Regions from separate parts of the Cricetulus griseus genome. Here region 1 is linked to region 2. The links are chromatin contacts, called in public Hi-C maps. All regions are on one chromosome and are shown on one strand. The core of a region is the stretch at or near the end of the contact, and the rest is flanking DNA. Distances in the headings are between cores, read along the strand shown. Region 1 has its middle 24 kb from the start of Gatm. Region 2 holds the start of Spata5l1 (spermatogenesis-associated protein 5-like protein 1).

Region 1 (4,764 bases), core at 1,180-3,679, 50 kb before region 2:
AACTAAAATACATAGTGCTCTTGTTTCTAGGGCTGCTTTGTTAGCAGAGTAGCCAGAGCACTCTAATTTGTGGTGGCTCCCATCCTGATCCTAATTATCTTTTTTTTTTCTTTGTAGAAAGTGGTCCCTCCACTTTTACCAAGCATCCACGCAGGCTGGACCTATACTGCTGGAATCTCCACTTCTACTGAGCATCCATGAGGGCTGAACCTGTACTGCTGGAATCTCCACTTCTACTAAGCATCCATGAGGACTGGTCTTATACTCTTGGGATTCATGCTTTTTCATGGCTGGTGACTTTGTATGAGAGGTGCTGTGTGTGCTGGGAGGTAAGATTCTCTTGTCAAGTTTGGGGAAGGCAAGAGAACCAGATATAGATCCACTAACATAACTGCACCTTGTATACCTGCACAGCAAGTCAGATGTCTAATACAGTTTGGCACCTCCAGAGCATCAGCTATGGGAAGCTTGTGCAAGAGTCTCCTCTCTGGTCTTATAAGAAGCATTTTGGTCTTTTGTGGATGAACAAGTAAGAGCATAAGAACCCCAGGGCAATTTCCCATCACATATCTAGAGCTCAAGTTTCCTAATCATGTCATTCTGATCCAATGTAATTATCTTTGCAGTGCCAAGTATCAGTGTTTATTCCCAAAGAAACCTAGAATCCTAGGTACCATATGGGTATGCTAAATTTCCTGCTTGATAGGAATGTTGTTATATCTGGGTACTTTCTAGTGAAATGGTGTCTTAGTTAGGGTTTCAATTGCTGTGAAGAGACACCATGACCACAGCAACTCTTATAAAGGAAAACATTTAATGGGATGGCTTAAAGTTTCAGAGGTTTAGTCCATTTTCATCATGGCAGGACATGGCACCGCATGCAGGCAGACATGGTGCTGGAGAAGGAGCTGAGAGTTAATACATCTTGATTTGCAGGCAACAGGAAGTAAACTGAACTAGGTATAGCTTGAGTGTAGGAGACCTCAAAGCCTGCCCCACAGTGACACACTTCCTCCAGAAAGGCCACACCTCCTAATAGTGTCACTCCCTCTGAGCTTATGGGAGCCAGTTATATTCAAACTACCACAGATGGGGTTTTGTTTTGGGTCAGGCTAGACTAGACATTCAGGACCGCCTGTCTGTCCACACATTTCTGGTAGCTTAAGGACTCTAATGATTTGCTTTGGGGGGAAATAGGCTGTCTTTGGTTTTGTGTTAGCTCTGTAAGAGAATTCCAGGGATGCTCCAAATCACCTGAAACATTCTTATCCTTTGAAACATTCTAGAATGTTCAATTTGGATAAGAGGATGTAGAGCTTAATTGAAGCAAAGGTGACATTTCTTGGGTGGCTGCAGGCTAGACCAGTTTTTCTTATCTGTACCATTCTCATTTTTGCGGTCTCCTGAGACTTCCTTGAGGTTCAAATGTGTGCTCCAATGGACTATGTAGTCCCTGGACATAGCAAAAGATGATGATCACTTGGCAGCAGTAGTTATCGGATAAAATTATCACCTTCTACTTTCTACCAGTTTATGTATGGTACACAGGAGGTTGTTATTCAGGTCAATATTCCACACTGTCTGAAGTAAGACTTCATTCTTGCTTTATACACCACATTAGGAACAATATATGCACACTTACATGTAGCTGTAGGGACCTCAAGAAACCTTGGTGGAAATCATACCATTCACGTTTATTAAACAAATCACGTTTTATTGTTTTCTTCTTTTATATTTACTGAATGCAGTCCCAACTTATTTTCAGAAGTCATCCCAGATACAATCTTGTGTAGCACAGCAGTTGCAGCAACCTGGACTTTTAGCACAATAAACCAAACCTTATCATATTTGAGACAGTGAACTAATAGTTAGGAATTAGATGGTCATAGGAAAGGATGCCCCTCCAAGTTTTGGTTTCTGTTTCTCCCCTGAAATGTCAGCAAAAAATAACCAGGCCACTTGTAAAATAATTGTACTCCCCTTCCTGGGCAACAGATCACAAATGAGATTGTTAAAAGTAGCTAATGATCTATGACTAACATACAATCCCTTAAGTGACCGGTGGATAAGTAAGGACCCTTGGGTAAAGTTTCATCTCTACAGCATATCCTTCTCTGGCTAAAATCGGTGCCTCATCTTCACAGACACCATTCCGAGGATATGGAAAAGTGGGAACAGGACATGATTTCCCTGATACAGAAACAACTTAGTTGCCAATGAAGTAGCCCAACAGCCCCCACATCACTATGTAGCCACTGCCCAGGCAATTGGGAGCCTTCCTCTCCCAGCCTCCACACTTGCCTCCCTTTAGTGGGCAGATTTTTCTGCTTAGTCAACATGCTCACTAACTTTTCTCTACTGACTCATCCAGAATCTTTTCCTGTGGCCGATGTCAAGGACCTGAGCAGAGGCCCCGGGAGGCTCCAGGGACTCCTCGAGCTGCAGCGCTGGCAGTGGGCACTGCTGAGTTGCACTTTCTGCTGCCAGCGACACACTGACCTTGGCAGGGTGTCTCCCCATCAGCTGCTGCCTTTAAATGAATGGCAGCACTTTGAGCTCTTAGCTTATCAGAATAGCTTAACTCAGAAGCAGAGGAGTCCAAATTCAACTCTAAACCAGGCAAACAGAACAAACTCAGTCAGCTACCGAATGTCACTTTCCATTCACGTCACCTTATAACAGAACTGCTCTTTCTTGTCGTAGCCCTATCAACATGTTACTGTGTTCATCTTTATGATAAATTAGCCTTACTCATTTTCCAAGGAGAATCTTAATCATTTCCCATTCCCATAGTCAGAAACTATGGAAAAGTAGCTCTGAATTCTACTTTTTGGGGGGAGGGGGCAGGACATTTTAAAAAGCATACTATTAGACCCTCACAAGTTTTCAGGAAAGGCATCCTAAGATTAATTTTTAGTGCTAATGACAGGGAGGCCCTGAGCCTTGTTGAACCTGGGGTTGTGCAGCATCGACCTTTTCCCTACAGCAGCTAAGGTCCTTGGGATTTTGTGATTCGTCAGCAGCTATGCACATGTAAAAATAAATCTCTCTCTCTCTCTGAGATAGGAGAGCAGACAGGAAAAGAATATCAGCGGGTTTCTTTCTAAGAAAAAGGATTGTGTGAGGCCCTCCCCACTGATGCAGCCAGACCCCCAGGGATGTGGAGGTGGGAAGACAGGTCTCCACCAGAAGGTGATGCTTCTAAAGGCAATGTTGTTAAAACTAGCTTTCTTGGTTTCCTTATTCCTAAAGCTGTCTGTCAAAGTGGCTTTGTCTGTGAGTCTGGAGCTGCAAGGATAAGTGCAGAAGTGCTGATAAAATCTGGAAGACTTCTTGATATGCACTAATTCTTTAATTATCCATCACAGAGGACTCTTGGGATTCAAGAAGACAGGCTTGCTGAGAGTATAGTTCAGTGACAGAGCACTTGCCTGGCATCCACAGGGCTGTGAGTTCAATCCCCGACACTACAAGATCAAAGAGTTTCCTCTCACAAATGCTGAACTAACTTGGTTTCACAGATAAAATAGGGCAACTGGTAAGTTAAATTTCAATTAAAGTTAATGATTTTGTTCTTCTCTAGTTTAGCAAAGCTAAAGAAGGAAACAGATTAAGCCATTCCCCTGTACATTGGACAAGTTGATGAACATGGGATTTGTGACTGAAGGCAGAACCGAGGAATGTTCTTAAGATTTCAAGGTGGCTCTTGATTGGCATTTTTAGAAGTTACAGTGGACTAACAGTGAGAAGGGAACCAAGTGAGGACAGGATGGGTAGGTGTTCAGAGGGAATGTAGTAGAAAAACTGGTTTGGACTTTTGCTATCCCACCAGAAGCATTTAGCCTAGGTTTGCAAAGTTTTCATTCTAGAAATTGCTTCATTTTAACCTGGGTATTAATTAAGCTACTGTTGGGTGCCATTCTCAAAGATAGATTAACTGAGTCAAAGATTGCTATGCTTTTTATTTAAAAAAATCATAGCACTGCTAAAGGAGCTAAGCACAATTTCCAAAACTATCCCTAACTTCAAAGAACTTGAACTCTGTTAGATAGTTCGAAAAATAAACACCTAGGAAACACAGCGGTTGGTAGAGGAGGAAGTTTAGCCAAGAGAGCTTTTCTTTGTTTTCCTTGTTATAGTGGGAAAGTAATAACACGTGCATATCTGGAATGGAAATGACTAATAGTAAAAAACAAAACGGAGAAGGAATTGCTGAAGGCAGCTCTTGCTTTAGAAGGTCTTGTAAAGCTATTGTAAGTTTGTGTCAAATGTGTCCCATCCTAGGCTACATGCAATGCCCACAGTTCTGGTTATGGAAACGATCATCATGGAGGAGGGACCAGCCCCCCACTTTAGCAGCCATGACAGGCTGCAGAAAAGGCATGCTGGCCTCTGATTCAGTGCATATCTGACCTTGCTGGGCTGGCACTAGTCACTAGGAGGTCAGATACTCTCCTCATGGCAAGGAACCAATCAGAAGTTAGCTGGCGGGGCTGTGCTTTACAGCTCTGGGTGTTCTTTTCCCTGGGAAGACCTATAGGCCATAACAACCAGTTGATCAATCAACACAGGACAGGTTGGCCAAGCCTGGAAGCTCACCAAACCTGAGAATGTTGCATACCCCTAGACACTCCCCTTATGCTGCCCCATAAGTTCCCTGCCTCAGTTTCTCAGGGGTCCTTCTCCAGCCATCTGCCGAGATGAACAGACGAAGAGCTGGAGCTAATGGGGTTAGCTCATTAAACAACAATAAAAGACTCTTTG
Region 2 (4,698 bases), core at 906-3,405:
AGAGTGAGATACTTCCTTCCTTTCACTATCCTGGGAAAGAGTGATGAAAAGATACGTGGCTTAGAAAGTAGAACCTCACTTGTCCCGACTCAGTCAGCAACTGGATCTTTTGTCTTCTAAGCTTTCCCAGACTGCAAAAAGTAAAAATCTGAATGCAAGTCATACACTTACATACACAAAGACAAAGCACTCATACACATAAAATAAAAGATTTTAAAAATCTTTGAAGGGGCTGGAGAGATGGCTCAGGGTTAAGAGTGCATACTGCTACTTTTGTAGAGGACTTGAGTTCAATTTCCGACACCCACATGGAGTGGCATACAGACACCTATAATTATACTTCCAAGAGATCAAATGCCTCCGGGCTCCATGGGTCCTTGTGGCGTGTGCGCACACACACACACACACACACACACACACACACACACATTTAATTTTTTAAAAATTGTAAAAAATTAATTTATTATTGCCTACTATAACCTGCACAGCATATAGTGTTTTGATATAGTAGCCTGACAATGTAATAAGACAATATGTAGAAACTATGGTAAGTTTCATACAACAGGGTGTGAACTGTAGGGAAAATCTAGTGGCAGCCTCTGTAGATAAAGGGCCTGAGGCTTCAGTTGCTGGTTTGGGACTCCCTCTAGTGGTGGATCAGTTTAGTGCTTTAGATAGTGCTCATGAAATTGCCAGATTTGGGATCGTGAGAACAAACAAAAGAACCACATAACTACTATAATGCTTTTCTTTTCAAGGCCTTTCCTTCCTTCCTTCTTTCCTTCCTTCCTTCTTTCCTTCCCTCCTTTTTTTCTTTCTTTCTCTCACCCCCTTTATTTATTTACTTATTTCTATTTATTTATTTATTTCTATTTATTTATTTATTTATTTATTTATTTATAAATTTCTTTATTTACTTTCCCATTCTGTAGATCAGGCTGACCTAGACTTCACTAGGTAGTTCAGGTTGGCCTGGAAATTGTGATAACCCTTATGTAGACTCCCAAATGTTGGGATGCACGTGTGAGACACCACTCCCAGCTTAGAATGATTTTCTTTTCTTCTATTTTTTTTGAGGGGGGCGTTCGAGACAGGGTTTCTCTGTGTAGCTTTGGAGCCTGCCCTGGCGCTCTCTCTGTACACCAGGATGGCCTTGAACTCACAGAGATCCTCCTCTTCTGCCTCCTGAGTGTTGGGACTAAAGGTGTGTGCCACTCCCACCTGGCTTAGAATGGTTTTCTACAAAACTTTGTCATTGTAGTATGACAAATTCGGACGTACAAACGGTTGAAACGATACACTGGAAAAGGGTCTGATTCAAAGGAGCAGGATAAATTTCCTGGCTGACTGGGAAAGACATCTGTAGTTCTACTGAGAATCAGTGATCAAGAGTTGAAGGCCTAGGGACAGAATCCCTTGTTGATATCTGTGACATAAGGAGAGGAGTAGCTGTTTCCGTGGTGAAGGTGCGTGTTTCCTGGGTAAGGTGAGACATGAGAAGGGCTGGGTCCACTGCATACCCCTATTAGCATTACCTTTACCTCTGTTAAATCAATACAGAAATCTGTGAGGTAAGCCAGCTCTCATAGCCTCCTCATGTGCACTTCCCTCTGCTGGCATCGGTTACAACCATTGGATGCACCTTTCACGCGACCGTGCTCAAATTACGCAGGGAAAACCTCTTAAGATCATCCTATTAAACTCTGGTTTCCTGTTCAGTTCCATACCGCAGCTACCCACAAAGACGTTAACTTTCACCTACACACCCCTTCACATATCGAAGGTGGTTATTATGTCTTTCTAGGTCTTCTTTCCCATGTCTAGACGCTCTGAGCTTTCTGGAACAAAAATAGATTTCATAAGGCGCGGTCATCTTGATTAACTTGACAAACATTTTACTTACACCTCAGCAGCCTGTCCCCGACCCCCAGAAGTGGACAAGTCAGAATCTAGATTCTGATGTGGCAACCAAAGTATGTGTTTATACCCTAGTGGAGCGGCCTCGTGTCTGTCTGTCGGATGCCGGGTCAGACGGTCTCAGTAAGACTGCAGGATGGACATCGCGGGTTCCACAACGTTTTCCGAGACCCCGCCCTCTCACTTTCCCATAAGCCCTTTCGGCCGTCAATCAGACGCGTCTTCTCTCACGGCGCATGCGCGCCGCCTGCATCCGGCAGCCCGGTGGGCTTGCTGCCGGGTTGTTCCCGGCGTGGTTCTCAGAGTCATGGCTCCGGACTCGGGGCCCTTCCCTGACGGGCAGCTTTTGAAGCTGCTGCCGGCGGATCCCCGGGACCGGGACACCCAGCGCTGCCGCCTGGGGCCGGCCGCCCTCCGCAGCCTGGGCGCGCGCCTGGGCTCGCCGCTGAGGATCTCTTTGCCGGCCGGCGGCTGCTGCCTCTGTACGGCCTGGCCCCGGCGCGACGGGGCGGACGGCTTTGTGCAGCTGGACCCGCAGTGCGCGAGCCCGGGAGCCGCGGCGGCGGCGGCGGCAGCGGCGGCGGGGACGATCAGTCTGGACTGCTTGCAGCCGGTGCCCTGTCCGCCCCTGCGGCGCCTAGCGGTGTGGCCGGTGCTGCGACCGCAGGCGGCAGCCCCGAGCCCCGCCGCGGTGTTGGAGGTGGCGCACGAGCTGCTTCGCCACCGGCCGGTGTCTCGGGGACACGTGGTGGCCGCCCCGCTGGGCGCTCCGGGCCCGGTAGCAGCGCTGCACGTGGTGGGCGGGACACCGGACCCTGAGCCCGCCGGGTTGGTCACACCGCACACCCGCATCACGCTCAGCGACCAGCCACCGCCCCGGGTGCCAGAGCCTCCGGGGGAGGTGACCCTTGGGGGCCTATCGGAGACGGCCGACTCCCTGCGGGAGCTGCTCCGCCTGCCGCTGCGCTACCCGCTCGCCCTAGCCGCGCTTGGGCTGGCCGTGCCCCGCGGGGTGCTTCTGGCGGGACCCCCGGGAGTGGGCAAGACCCAGCTGGTGCGGGCCGTGGCGCGCGAGGCGGGCGCGGAGCTGCTGGCGGTGAGCGCCCCAGCGCTGCAGGGCGCCCGGCCCGGGGAGACCGAGGAGAACGTGCGGCGCGTCTTCCAGCGAGCTCGGGAGCTGGCCAGCCGCGGGCCCAGCCTCCTCTTCCTGGACGAGGTGGACGCCCTGTGTCCCCGGAGAGGCGGCCGGGGCGAGCCCCCGAGAGCCGCGTAGTGGCCCAGGTGCTGACGCTGCTGGACGGCATCCACGGAGACCGGGAGGTGGTAGTTGTGGGAGCCACCAACCGGCCAGACGAGTTAGATCCAGCGCTGCGCAGGCCCGGGAGGTTTGACCGAGAGGTAAATAGCCAGCCCTGGTTACAGCCCCTGGTCCCTGAAGCTCGCCCTTTTGGATAGCTGGGTCTGGCGGGGTTTGTAGATGTCTTGGGACTTGTGTGCCAGAACCTGATTATTCTAGAGTCAAATCATTCTGGGAAGCAGAATGGTCATTAGCTTTGTTGCGCGTGTCATGAAGTGAATGATAATAATAATGTTAATTCTTAGGGTGACGAAGCTTGTTGCAAGCATATTAAACTGAAATAGCTTTGGAATGAGAGCTTAGTTACTGTAAGAGAAGGCGGGAAATGCTGATAAAAACAGGCATTAGCCTCTAAATGTATTCATTCCTTGTCAAGATACCAGCTTCCTATTATACAGTTGACTTCCTGGGTTGTCAAGACAGTTGAATATTCAGAGCTGCCTTGTTTTTGAGTTTTGGTCCTCACGTCATTTTTTAATTGCTAAAGAATAGTTAGAATAATTAGTAATTAATGTGAATTTTGTGGTAGGACTCTATAGAGAAATACTTGCATACTTGTTGCTTAACTCTTTTGAGGCCTTGAGTAGGTTTCTTGCTCTTAAAGGCCCATCTTCCAAAGAACAAGGATCTGGATTATCTGGCCAATTGTGTGATCCCTGTCTGCCAGAACTTGGTGTGTTTTCAAAAAACAATTTAGACTTCTTCAGTGAAATACATACTTTTCATTGTTCAAATTCCCAGCCTCTGTGCTCCATTAGGCAACTAGTATTTTCTTATATTCAGAATCTAAGGTGTGCTTAAATGTTCATGCTACAAGTTCCAGAATGGCTTGCTGAATGACTGTACGCATTTGTGAGGATGCTTTTAAAGAAAGGTTTTAAGTTGTATACTTTTAATTTTTCTATGTTTGCTTTGCCTGTAGGTTGTCATTGGGACTCCCACACTTAAACAAAGAGAGACGATTCTGCAAGTGATTACTTCAAAGATGCCCATCTCCAGTCATATTGATTTAGGTCTCCTGGCAGAAATGACAGTTGGCTATGTTGGTGCTGACTTGACAGCACTCTGTAGGGAGGCTGCCATGTGTGCTCTTCTTAAGCATGAGAAGGTAAGAAGTGTTAACTTATGACCAGCTATGTTCATCTTTCCTGGTAATGTGACAACTTAATTTGGGGGTTGAAAGAAGTGGTAAGTACAGTAACTTCCTTGGCATGGTTGGTAGTTTCCACAGCTGTTTTCGTGTGTGTGTGTGTGTGTGTGTGTGTGTGTGTGTGTGTGTGTGTGTGTACATACATCATGTATACAAATTTATCATATATATTTACATTTCAGTGCCATGTTAATATATGTTTGATGATGAGGAAATGGCTAAGTCTTCCAGTAGGTCTCTCAGTGAATTTTCCTCACTGCCACAGTAACCCCCT

Evidence for each region. Hi-C and Micro-C count contacts between places; a contact is called where the count stands out from the background.
Region 1: a Hi-C map of the CHK-Q cell line shows a contact between it and region 2, with 3 times the contacts expected there. The contact joins the enhancer-like site here to the promoter of Spata5l1 in region 2. A contact is called at or near these places in 6 of 8 Hi-C or Micro-C datasets (the CHK-Q cell line, the CHL-YN cell line, the CHO-K1 cell line and 2 more).

The regions. Positions count from the first base shown.
Region 1 is chr6:55,953,381-55,958,144 of CriGri-PICRH-1.0, reverse strand. No RefSeq gene overlaps it. Among named protein-coding and RNA genes, the nearest start is that of Gatm, 24 kb to the right of the region's middle. Within about 2 kb of position 2,429, at least 2 of the 6 cell types and tissues checked have open chromatin away from gene starts, as enhancers often do.
Region 2 is chr6:55,903,510-55,908,207 of CriGri-PICRH-1.0, reverse strand. It overlaps Spata5l1 (spermatogenesis-associated protein 5-like protein 1), which reads left to right and starts at 2,155. Exons shown (of 9, transcript XM_027421986.2): 1 at 2,155-3,163; 2 at 3,166-3,315; 3 at 4,197-4,382. The coding sequence starts at 2,225.